3 separate regions of the Mus musculus genome follow, and regions 2 and 3 are each linked to region 1. The links are chromatin contacts, called in public HiChIP or PLAC-seq and promoter capture Hi-C maps. All regions are on one chromosome and are shown on one strand. The core of a region is the stretch at or near the end of the contact, and the rest is flanking DNA. Distances in the headings are between cores, read along the strand shown. Region 1 holds the start of Epha6 (Eph receptor A6). Region 2 overlaps Epha6 (Eph receptor A6). Region 3 overlaps Epha6 (Eph receptor A6).

Region 1 (3,302 bases), core at 465-2,964:
AATCAGATTACCCTACTGTAAACACGAGTATAGGAACTCCATCTTTGTAGGTGTGATTTGCACGCATTTAAATTGGCATGGACATCTTTGAAAACAAGCTGTGTATGAATTCATAATGAGCGTGAGAGTAGCCACCAATCAGAAAGTGTCATTACCCTGTGGTTCCCACTTGCACGTTTCATTACTCTTTTGGATTCTGAGCTTTCCTTGCTCCTCTCTCTTTCCTTCTGATTGACTGTAAGGCATGGACTGAAATCCTTAAACTAGGATCCGAGCCACAAACAGCACTGAGCAGCGCGGAAATCCGAGGAAACCCTGCTTTCATTTCCAGCATTCCTGGTAAAACGTTGACCCTAGACCTACAACATTTAAGGTTCCTGTCACAACTATTCCCGACCTGAACCCTCCACCCACCTGAAAATTATCCTCTGAAATTCGCTTCACTTTTCTCCAGCGTCATCAAAAACCCTTCCTAGTGCTATTGAAGAAAGAAAAAGAAAAAGAAAAAAAAGCCTTACTCAGGCTTGATAATCTGCTCCTCTTCAATAAAGAAAACGATAATAATGTTAACAAATACACTACAGAAAATCCAACGCCAGTGATAAGCGCCTTAACAAACATTGTAAGTTTAACCTGAAAGCATCCTTCAGCTTTTTCCGCAGGTTTAGCCTGCTCTTCCACCTGCGAGCAGTGGAGGAATTTTTGTTGTCTACTAACCCCCTCTAGCGCCGAATTGGCTGCACCCGAGCCACAGCTGCTGTCAGACGGGAGATCGCTCGGCTCCACCGAGCTCAGCAGAGCTCTAGGGCCCTGCCCTCCACGCACCCCTCTCGGCCGGCAGCAGGGCGACAGCTTGGAGACTGCAGGTGGCAACACCACTTCCCATCAGCTAGTCCCGTGCCTCGGCCCAGGGCGGGGTCCCACCAAGTAAGTAGCCAGTGAACCGGCTTAGGAGAGCCCGGACCTGGGAGACAGGGTATTGAGAAGGGGCATCCGGAGCAAGGAGAGCGCACCGGCCCCCGCGGGCTGCCTTGGACTTGACCACGCACTGCTCAGACCTTGGGCTGCTCCCAGCTTCTAGCCCGACGCCACCGCGGAAAGGCAGACTTATCCAGGCCCCTGGAAGCCCCGCACCAAAGCTGCTATGAAGATGCTAATGACCTCCATGGCGAAGTCACCACCTTATGCGGAATGCTAAGACTTGGGGAAGCCAAGGCGCCAGGCACCAGTAGACTTCCAGCGCTCAGTGACTCCTCTCTGTAGCCTCTTCTCTCCCTATGCTTTCCAAGGACTCAGAACGGGAGAGGTGGCCACAAACCTCGGTGGCCAAGTTTGGGAGGCTAGCACTCAGACACGTCAGGGCTGACCACTACCTTCGCCAAGCTGTGCCCCGGGGCCAGGAGCGCTGACCTGCAACCCTCACCCTTTCTGGTAGCAGAAATGTCTCCAAGGGAAAGGTGGTGTCCAGAGCTGAGAGCACATCGTTACATGGGGGAGGGGGGACGCAAGTGCTTGGGGGACTAAGGTAGCTTCCGTGATACCCAATAAACAGCTGCTACGGCCGAGGGGGGCGGCGCAGATGCCGCCGAGTCGGTGGTCACGAGGCGACACTCAGCCCAGGCTACTCAGTCAAGAGGCTGAGTGCTCAGTCCGCCCCTCCCAGGGACCACTTGAGATCCCGCTGAGCCTCAGTCGCTGGGTTTCCCAGACACCAGACACATGAAAGTTCTGGATGCCCAGACTACCCTTACTATCTGCTGTGCCTCCTCTGCTCTGGGGTCTGTAAGTGCCCACTTGGATGCAGAGAGCACTTGGGTCCCCAGAACTGCACCTTCACTACCCGTCCAAACGTCCCTACCCATCCCCAGTACCGGCCTAGAGCCACCCTCCCCCGTCCACCATCCCCTCCCCCAAACTAGAGCCTGAGCTCGCTCTTGCGCGCGCGCTCTCCTGGGCCCAAGTGAATAGTCCTCGCTCGAGCGGGACACGGTGGTGGATGCAATTCCCCTCGCCTCCAGCCGCCAGGAGCTCCCCGGCGGCGCAGGCAGCATCGTCCCCGCAAGCAGCTGCTCCAGCACCTGGGCAGCCTGGACCCTCGTGCCCTGCGCACCGGGCCTCGCGCGGGGGGCGCCCCGGGACTTCCCCTGCGGACCGGGTGGAGGAGGAAGAGGAGGAGGAGGAAGAAGAAGAGAGCTTGGTTCAGGACCCCCACGCTACTAGGAACACCTGGCTGCGCTGCTGCCACTTCTTTTTAAGGAGGAGAAGAGAACCAACCAGAGCCATGGGGGGCTGCGAAGTCCGGGAATTTCTTTTGCAATTTGGTTTCTTCTTGCCCCTGCTAACGGCTTGGACCGGCGACTGCAGTCACGTCTCCAACCAAGGTAAGGGACAAACAGAAGGGTTGGAGGAGGGTGCCCCGAGTACACTTGTCCACTACTGCAGGTAACTTTGTCCCTGGGTCAGCTCCTCTGGACTTGCCACACTCTGAGTTCCAGGGAGCCCTGATTAGACCACCCGGGTCCAGCGGGCCCCTGGGGCTTTGATCTCTTCAGTCTCTTGAATTCTTTCTGAAGCTCAGACATCCTCAGCACTTGGGTTCCTTCCTGGCAGTTGCCTGATTGCTCCCACTTGCGCAGTCTCCACTGGAGGTCAAGCTTCATGGCACAGACCTAACTGCTTCATGGAGATCTTTCACTAAATGGCAACGTGTGGATTCTCTTCCACAGCAGATTACAAAAAAAAGGTCATGACTTTTTTCTATACACCTGTAACCAATGATCAGCCTGTTTTCCTCCAGTAACTATGGGTCGACCTTACCCTATCTTAGTTTCTGAACTCTACCATTTACTTCGTGAAAATATCCATAGAACAGATGCTCACGGATCGCTGTTAGTGCTTCTCTCTTCTGAAAGAACTGGGCAAACAAGTGTTAAATCTGAAATTCCAAGTTATGAATAATCGATTCATAAAGTCTAGTTGCTGTCCAATTTTTAGAGGACTTTATCAGTGGATAGTGGAAAGAGGAAGGCAAACATTGTGTGAGGGAAAAAAATGATGAGAAGCATGTAAAATATTTGAATATTTTCTTTACTTCCACTCAGTCTTCCATGAGATGTATCTATTTTGATCCCTGCTATGCATGTTTAAAGATATAGAAAACATTACCTGCATGTTCTTGATTGATTTTACACTAGGTATCAAACAGCCATAAAAGTTTTCCAGCAGGTACCTGGCTGGATGCTCTCACTGATACGGTAGGATCACCAATATGTCACCTGTTAGCAAAGACTCTCTACACAGAC
Region 2 (3,302 bases), core at 298-2,797, 760 kb after region 1:
TGGCAGATAGAAGGTGGGTCACAAAGCACATCTCCACAGTGACACACTCCCTCCAACAAGGCCACACCTCCTAATAGTGCCACTTCCTTGGCCAAGCATATTCATGCCACCAACCACAAGAACAAGCACAACCTGAGTCCTTAACTCTTATATACTGTGCTAAATTTGTAAGCCCTGTGGTAATAAAGTGGAAGATAAACCCACAGTTCATAAATATTAAAGCAAAGCACACTTTGGCTACCATGCTAAAGAGCTCTAGGTCCACTCCCTACGTATTGGTAAATTCTGTTTAACATCTCCTTGGCACCTGAGATACACAAGCACTTTTTTTTAAGGACATGTAGATCAAAACTGCAGGAGGAGAGGTGGGGTTGGGGGATGAGAGGAGAGGAGGAAGGGGAAACTGTGGTCAGGGTGTAAAATTAATTAATAAAATGTCACTGGGCCATCAAGATGGGTTTTCAAGAGTGATAAAACTTTGCATTTTAAGTATCATGGCCCACCTTTCTTATTCTAAGAGAGCAAATAAAAAATTACTTTATTTTCACAAAAGAAAAAAACAAAAGCAAAAACATCCTGTGAGCCCAGGAAGCAACAGCTGGGTAGGAATATGTTGGCAAAGGCATCATGGGAGAACATACTTTCCAGATCCATTCATCTTGCCATTACTTCTCAGATTGCTTCTTAGACCTTTGCAAATTTTAGAACCAAAGTCTCTCCCTAGGTCCTTAACACTAGCTTTCCATGAACATTTAAAGTAGAAAAGCATAAGCCTTATTAATTTCTGATAATTACACATATTTGGGGGGCTATGTACATTATTAAAACATACATAGTCCTCAAAACTCTAACACAGAGAAAAGTCACTCTTTTGTTTCCACAAAGTCAAACTGCCTTTGGACTATTTATACAAAGATGATTTTAATGCAGCTTGATAAACATTACATTGAGCAGGCTCTGAAGATGGGTTGTATGGAAGACAACATGACCTGTATGACCCACTCATCTGTGTCCTTGTTTAGAAATGTATTCACTTTTATTTGTGTGTCTGTGTGCCTGAGTGACCCTGTGTACCTCAGGTTTGCGTGAGCTCTCAGAGACCTGAGGGCATTGGACACTCTAGAAATTGAGCTGCAGTTGGTTATGAACTGTGTGTGCTGAGAACCAAACATGGGGACTCTGCAAGAACAGTATGCTTTCTTAACCTCTGAGCCACCTCTTCAGTCCCTTTGCCCTATTATTCAGAGATCACAGTCCAGTCCAGTGAGGGAGACAAATGTTTAAGCCAGAGTCACCTACCAGCCACCAGGAACCAGCCTTAGACTGTAATCATCCAGGATATGTGTGCCATTTGGTTATTGAAACATTTTCTAAACATTGGGATTCATTTTTAGTAAGAACTTTTACCCTCAGTTCATCTAAATGCCTTTGTCAAAAGCTGATTTACTTATCTACTGCACCTGGCAAAGTCCTAAAGGCATCTGAGATTGGCACCAAAAGACTGAAAAATAAACGCTGTATCTATGGTGATGTTGTGTCTCTGTTACAGTATTTAAGATTAAGAAGGCACAGAGGCTTGAATAGAGCGCATCCTTGCCAGATGTGCTGAAGCACGCTCTAACAAAGGAAGGGATGCCTGCCAAAGCCAGAGAGGCCTTCCAGAGAAGGGGCTTGGAAAGGAGTGAGGAGAACAGAATGGGAGCTTTGGGTCCTGAGAGTCAGAAGGAGAAGGTAAAAGAGAAAAGGATTTACCCTGTCCTCACTGAATACTTTCTGTGCACATAAGTATTTCCAATATGCTTCATTTAAAAAAAAATGTGTGTTCATCATCACTGGCTTTGGACATAGCAAATTTTGTTACTCAGCTTCATATACCTATGAGTATTTATTTACTCAGGGCATGTGACCCACTAAGTGCAAACATAAGTACAACCACTGGACAGGAACCCCAAAAATCATTCAAATCAGCAAGTGGAGCAAAAACTTAAGTAAACAGATTTTTTTTCAGCATAGAGGAAGCATGGTAAGTTAGTCTGACCCAATTGAATCACCTTACCATTACGAACACTATGCCATTTAAATGTTTTCTTAAAATATATATGTATGTATGTATGTATGTATATGTATGTATGTATAATATATATAATATATATTACACTTTTTCAAGAAGGATTTTAAACATCTTCAATGTCTTTTAATTCTCTTTATTGGTGCAAAAATTAAACAAATTGTAACAGTCAGTTGTTATTATATCCTTTAAAGGTAACTGAGGAAAGATGAAAATTTATTTTAAAGTCACTGAAGAAATAACTGAAATGATACCCATGTTCTTTTTGCTCCAATACTGGATTATGAGTTATTAAAAATTAACAAGATGAGATGCATCTAAAAGTTATACTTCTGTGACTTGGAGGATTAGAAAGTCAAGAGCAAAATAACATCACCTTGATTTGTAATTTTATAATATTTTGAAGAATCTGTATTGAGGCTAGGTGTACAACTATAGAGAAAACATGCTAACTTTTAACTGCAAAAATATTTCCATGTATCTGAATTTATAAAATAGAGCAAATTTTTTGAGTGTAACTGTGGCTTAGATTAGAACCATTTTTTGAAAGTAACAAGGTCACAAAAATATTTTTCTCATTTAATTAGAAGTCAATATCAGAATTTATGCTTTGATGTTTGCTGAATATACAAATAGGTCAGTGTATCAACCAAAGGAGAAATTTTTTGTTGTTTGCTTTTTCCATATCTTTGTTTATTGTTTGTAACTGTATATCCTATACAATTTATATTTTAGATGACTTTGACTTTGGAAGCTTAGTTAAATTCACTTATCATTTTTAATAATTTAAATTTTTTTATTGATTCTTCTCTCATACAATACATCCCAACTGACCTTCCCCTCCTTCCAATACTCTCAGCCCCTCTTCCTTCCCAGTCTCCCCCAAATCCACAGCTTCTCCATTTTCAGAAAAATAGAATGCCTTCCAGAGATGTCAACCAAACAGCATAGATGAAGTAAGACGAAGCACAGACTGTGAGTTACATCAAGGCTGAATGAAGTAACCTTGTGGGAAGTAAAGGGTCCCAAGCGCAGTCAAAAGAGTCAGAGACACCCCTACTCTGACTGTTAGGAGTCCCATAGAACCCCAAGCTAAACAGCTTTAACATATATGCAGAGGACCTAGAGCAGACCTATTCAGGCTCCAGGATTGCCACTTCATTCTCTGAGCTTCTATGAGCCCAGCTTAGTTGATTCTGTGGACCACGTTCTTGTAGTTTCCTCAACCCCTCTG
Region 3 (3,302 bases), core at 568-3,067, 530 kb after region 1:
TTGGTTTGCAATTTTATGAGGTACCATTTGTTGATTTTTGATTTTAAAAGCATAAGCTTTTTGCATTTTGCATTTTCCTTGTTGTGTCAATATTTTCTATGATATCTTCTGCCCCTGGGATTCTCTCTTCTATCACTTTTGGGGGGGGGGCGGAAATCAATGTCAGTTCTTTAATTAAGTAATTCCCAGATGCTTGCATCTATGACTCCTGATCTCTTTTCTAGATTTTCTATCTCCAGGGCTGTCTCCCTTTGTGAATTCTTTATTGTTTCTATTTCCATTTCAAGATCCTCAATGGCTTTGTTCAATTCCTTCACCTGTTTGGTTGTGTTTTCCTGTAATTCTTTAAGGGATTTTTGTGTTTCCTCTTTAAGGGCTTCTACCTGTTTACCTATGTTCTCCTGTATTTCTTTAAGGGAGTTATTTATGTCCTTCTTAAAGTCCTCTATCATCATCATGAGAAGTGATTTTAATGAGAGTCTTGCTTTTTCGGTGTGTTAGGGTATCCAGGACTTGCTGTGGTGGGAGAACTGGGTTCTAATGATGCCCAGTAGCCTTGGTTTCTGTTGCTTATTTTCTTGTGCTTGCCTTTCAACATCTGGTTATCTCTGGTGTTATGTGGTCTTATTGTCTCTGACTGTGGCTTGTTCTTCCTGTAAGCCTGTGTATCAGCACTCCTGGGAGACCAGTTCTCTCTGGGAAGAATTTGGGTATGGAGAGCTGTGGCACAGGGTCAGCTCCCGGGCACAGATAGAATCTGAAAGGGTCCTGTCCCTGGCTGTTCCTTGGTTCCTGTGTCCTGATGGCTCTGGGCAAGTCCCTCTTGGGCCAGGAATTTGAGCATAAATGGTGTTCTCACCTGTGTTCTCAGGTGTGTCAGCACTATTGGGAGACCAGCTCTCTCCTGACAAGATCTAGGTATGGAGAGCTGTGCTCTCAGATGTGTCAGCCCTCCTGGGAGACCTGCTCTCTCCAGGCAGGATCTGGGTACAGAGAGCTGTGGCATAGGGTCAGCTCCAGAGCTCAGATTGAAACCAGAAGGGTGTAATCTTTCTTTTAAGGTATAATGTTTTAAAAATTAATATTAAGTTTTTACATTTGCATTCATACTGTACAAGTAATATGTTAATTCTCAAATAACCAATATTTTTTTGCTCCTATAAACTCATCCTGTGAATTTAGACCAAAAAAAAAAAAAAAAACCCTTAAATTGAGTTTAAACCAAGTGATAATTTCCACCTAGAAATTAGAAATGTCATTCAGATTGTATAGTATACACAGCATGTCACATTTTAAATGGAGCATCATTAAATCTTGCAGAGTTATGATACTATACATTGTGGATGATAGTCAGAATACAGTTTTTTTAAAGACTCTACTATTCTTTAATTTCCTTAATCAGTAAGAAGTGATACCATTTGGTCTGTTAACAAAGCCATCACAGAATTCTGTGGAAGAAAGTATAGCATATGTCCTGGATGAGCTAGCAGCCAATGTGGGAAAACCGCCTCTCCACATGAGTCGTGCTTTTTACGCCACAATTACTAGCTGGAGAAAATGAGAAGGAAACTCAGGGCTCAGCCAGGTGTTGTTCCTTGTCTGTAACTTACTCTGCTAATTGATCAGGGATGAGAGCAAAATCACCCCTGTCCTCGGGAAGCCATGAATGTTTCAAGGCAGCAGCAGAAGCACCTGGCTTGTGCTAAGCAAAGTCTACGAGTTCTTCCCTTACTGCTCAAGACAGAAGCAATGCTGGCCAACTTACGCGATCTCTTAAGTGAAAGAATAAGAAAAACTGTGCAGTTCTGTCGCTAGTGATTCGGCAGGAATACTTCCACATTCCTAAACCACTCAGCACCCCTTCTGGTGAAAAGCAGCATGAATATACCTTCCTTCTTTAAACCTTTGTACATCTTGGAACTCTACTCAAGTCACACTGTACATACATGCAGATACCCGTAGCTTCTGATTGCCCAAAACAATGACATAAAAACACAATAATGCTGGCTTATTGTTTTTTAACTAGATTATTTGAAAAACAATATATGGAAACTTAGAGAAAGTTCTCGTGCCCTACACTGCCTGTGGAATAGAGCAGACTTCTGCCCACTCAACTTTTATTGACCATGGGGGTCCCTAAAGGAAATAAGATTAGTTTGTAGATGTGAAAGAAATGGGACTGGGTGAAGTTTTAGAACTAGATAAAAAAAAATGATCCTGGGGACAATTCTCTTTCTTTATTACTATTTACTGAATATTTAGTTGGCATAAAAATTCATGTAATTCATTATGTCATTTTTCTACATATGCATTGTGCCTTGATCATAAGTACCAGCGCTGCTACCCTCCCCCATACTCCTTCCAAACCTTTCATTGAAATATAAGGTATGGTTTTGCAATAATTAACTGAGAATTATGTTTGCTCTTGCTGTTTGATCAAATATTTATTTTTCAAATGAAATCATTAAATAATGGTCAAACACATGGGGACTGACTTAAATGGATTTGAATAATATATAATTGAATTATAATGTAATACATTCCATATTTTTGTTAACACTGAGATCACATGTCAGCATTTTAGAAAGACTTTTTTATTTTCCATCTTTGCCATTGTTAATACTCACATTAATTCTACTTGTGTAAAATGACCATATACATAAAACATGTAAATTATTTGAAAAGTTCTCATATGGTGACCCCAAGGATTTATAGCAAAATCTTCTGAGACACTCCTTAGTTAAGTCTTGGAACAGGATTTAGATGAAAAGAAACATTTAGGTAAAAGGTAACTGAGTCTATTTGTGTGGCAGCATAGCAGGTCTCATGAGAATCCCAAGGTTTTAAAGATACTGTTAAGGCTGAAGTGAAATTTCTAACTAATCACTTTAGAGTGCTGTCTACTTTTCACATAATGTGTGACTGTGGGTCAGTGATTTCCAGACCAATTCTTCACCTGTAGAGAGTAAAGATAACTGGATCTACAAGGTTATGCTGTATAGAGGATGGTTTAGTGTGCTAGAAGGAGCATAGGAAATTAGAAGTACAGCCCAATATACTTTTGCACATTCTGCAAAGGAGGGTGTGCAGCTACATTGTTGGATGATGGCGGTCAATTTCTAGATGTCAGAGGGACAGTGAGCGAATTCTTTAGGAGCTCAGAAGTACAAGATCAATTCCCTCTGAAGTGATCAAAGCAGTCTTAAGCTGGTCTCTTCTATCTAAAGGGGGAAAATGGTAATTGCTGCTATTTTATTTCGTGTATGAATGGAAGTCTCTTAAATGCGAACTCTTCTAAAAAG

The links. Promoter capture Hi-C pulls out the DNA fragments that hold promoters and counts their contacts. HiChIP or PLAC-seq counts read pairs in DNA pulled down with a chosen protein or histone mark.
Region 2: a contact with region 1 is called in an H3K27ac HiChIP or PLAC-seq map of SST interneurons, with 5 times the contacts expected there. The contact joins the enhancer-like site here to the promoter of Epha6 in region 1. A contact is called at or near these places in 6 of 39 promoter capture datasets (the C10 cell line, hippocampal neurons, liver and 3 more), 3 of 115 datasets of contacts at active chromatin or transcription factors (SST interneurons, VIP interneurons and stem cell-derived neural progenitor cells) and 1 of 9 other capture datasets (liver).
Region 3: a contact with region 1 is called in a promoter capture Hi-C map of hippocampal neurons, with 4 times the contacts expected there. The contact joins the enhancer-like site here to the promoter of Epha6 in region 1. A contact is called at or near these places in 2 of 39 promoter capture datasets (the C10 cell line and hippocampal neurons), 3 of 484 Hi-C or Micro-C datasets (cerebral cortex and cortical neurons), 1 of 115 datasets of contacts at active chromatin or transcription factors (forebrain) and 1 of 9 other capture datasets (pancreatic islet).

What each region holds. Positions count from the first base shown.
Region 1 is chr16:60,603,943-60,607,244 of GRCm38.p6, reverse strand. Epha6 (Eph receptor A6) reads left to right here and starts at 1,714. Exons shown (of 18, transcript NM_007938.2): 1 at 1,714-2,381. The coding sequence starts at 1,997. It overlaps Gm9017 (a long non-coding RNA gene), which reads right to left and starts at 529. Exons shown (of 3, transcript XR_384917.4): 1 at 415-529.
Region 2 is chr16:59,847,241-59,850,542 of GRCm38.p6, reverse strand. The region is part of intron 11 of Epha6 (Eph receptor A6); the gene reads left to right. Among named protein-coding and RNA genes, the nearest start is that of Arl6, 210 kb to the right of the region's middle. Within about 2 kb of position 1,547, at least 3 of the 459 cell types and tissues checked have an H3K27ac peak or open chromatin away from gene starts, as enhancers often do. A contact at or near this core is called in SST interneurons, where this site is marked.
Region 3 is chr16:60,069,131-60,072,432 of GRCm38.p6, reverse strand. All of the region lies in intron 5 of Epha6 (Eph receptor A6), which reads left to right. Among named protein-coding and RNA genes, the nearest start is that of Arl6, 430 kb to the right of the region's middle. Within about 2 kb of position 1,817, at least 5 of the 459 cell types and tissues checked have an H3K27ac peak or open chromatin away from gene starts, as enhancers often do. A contact at or near this core is called in hippocampal neurons, where this site is marked.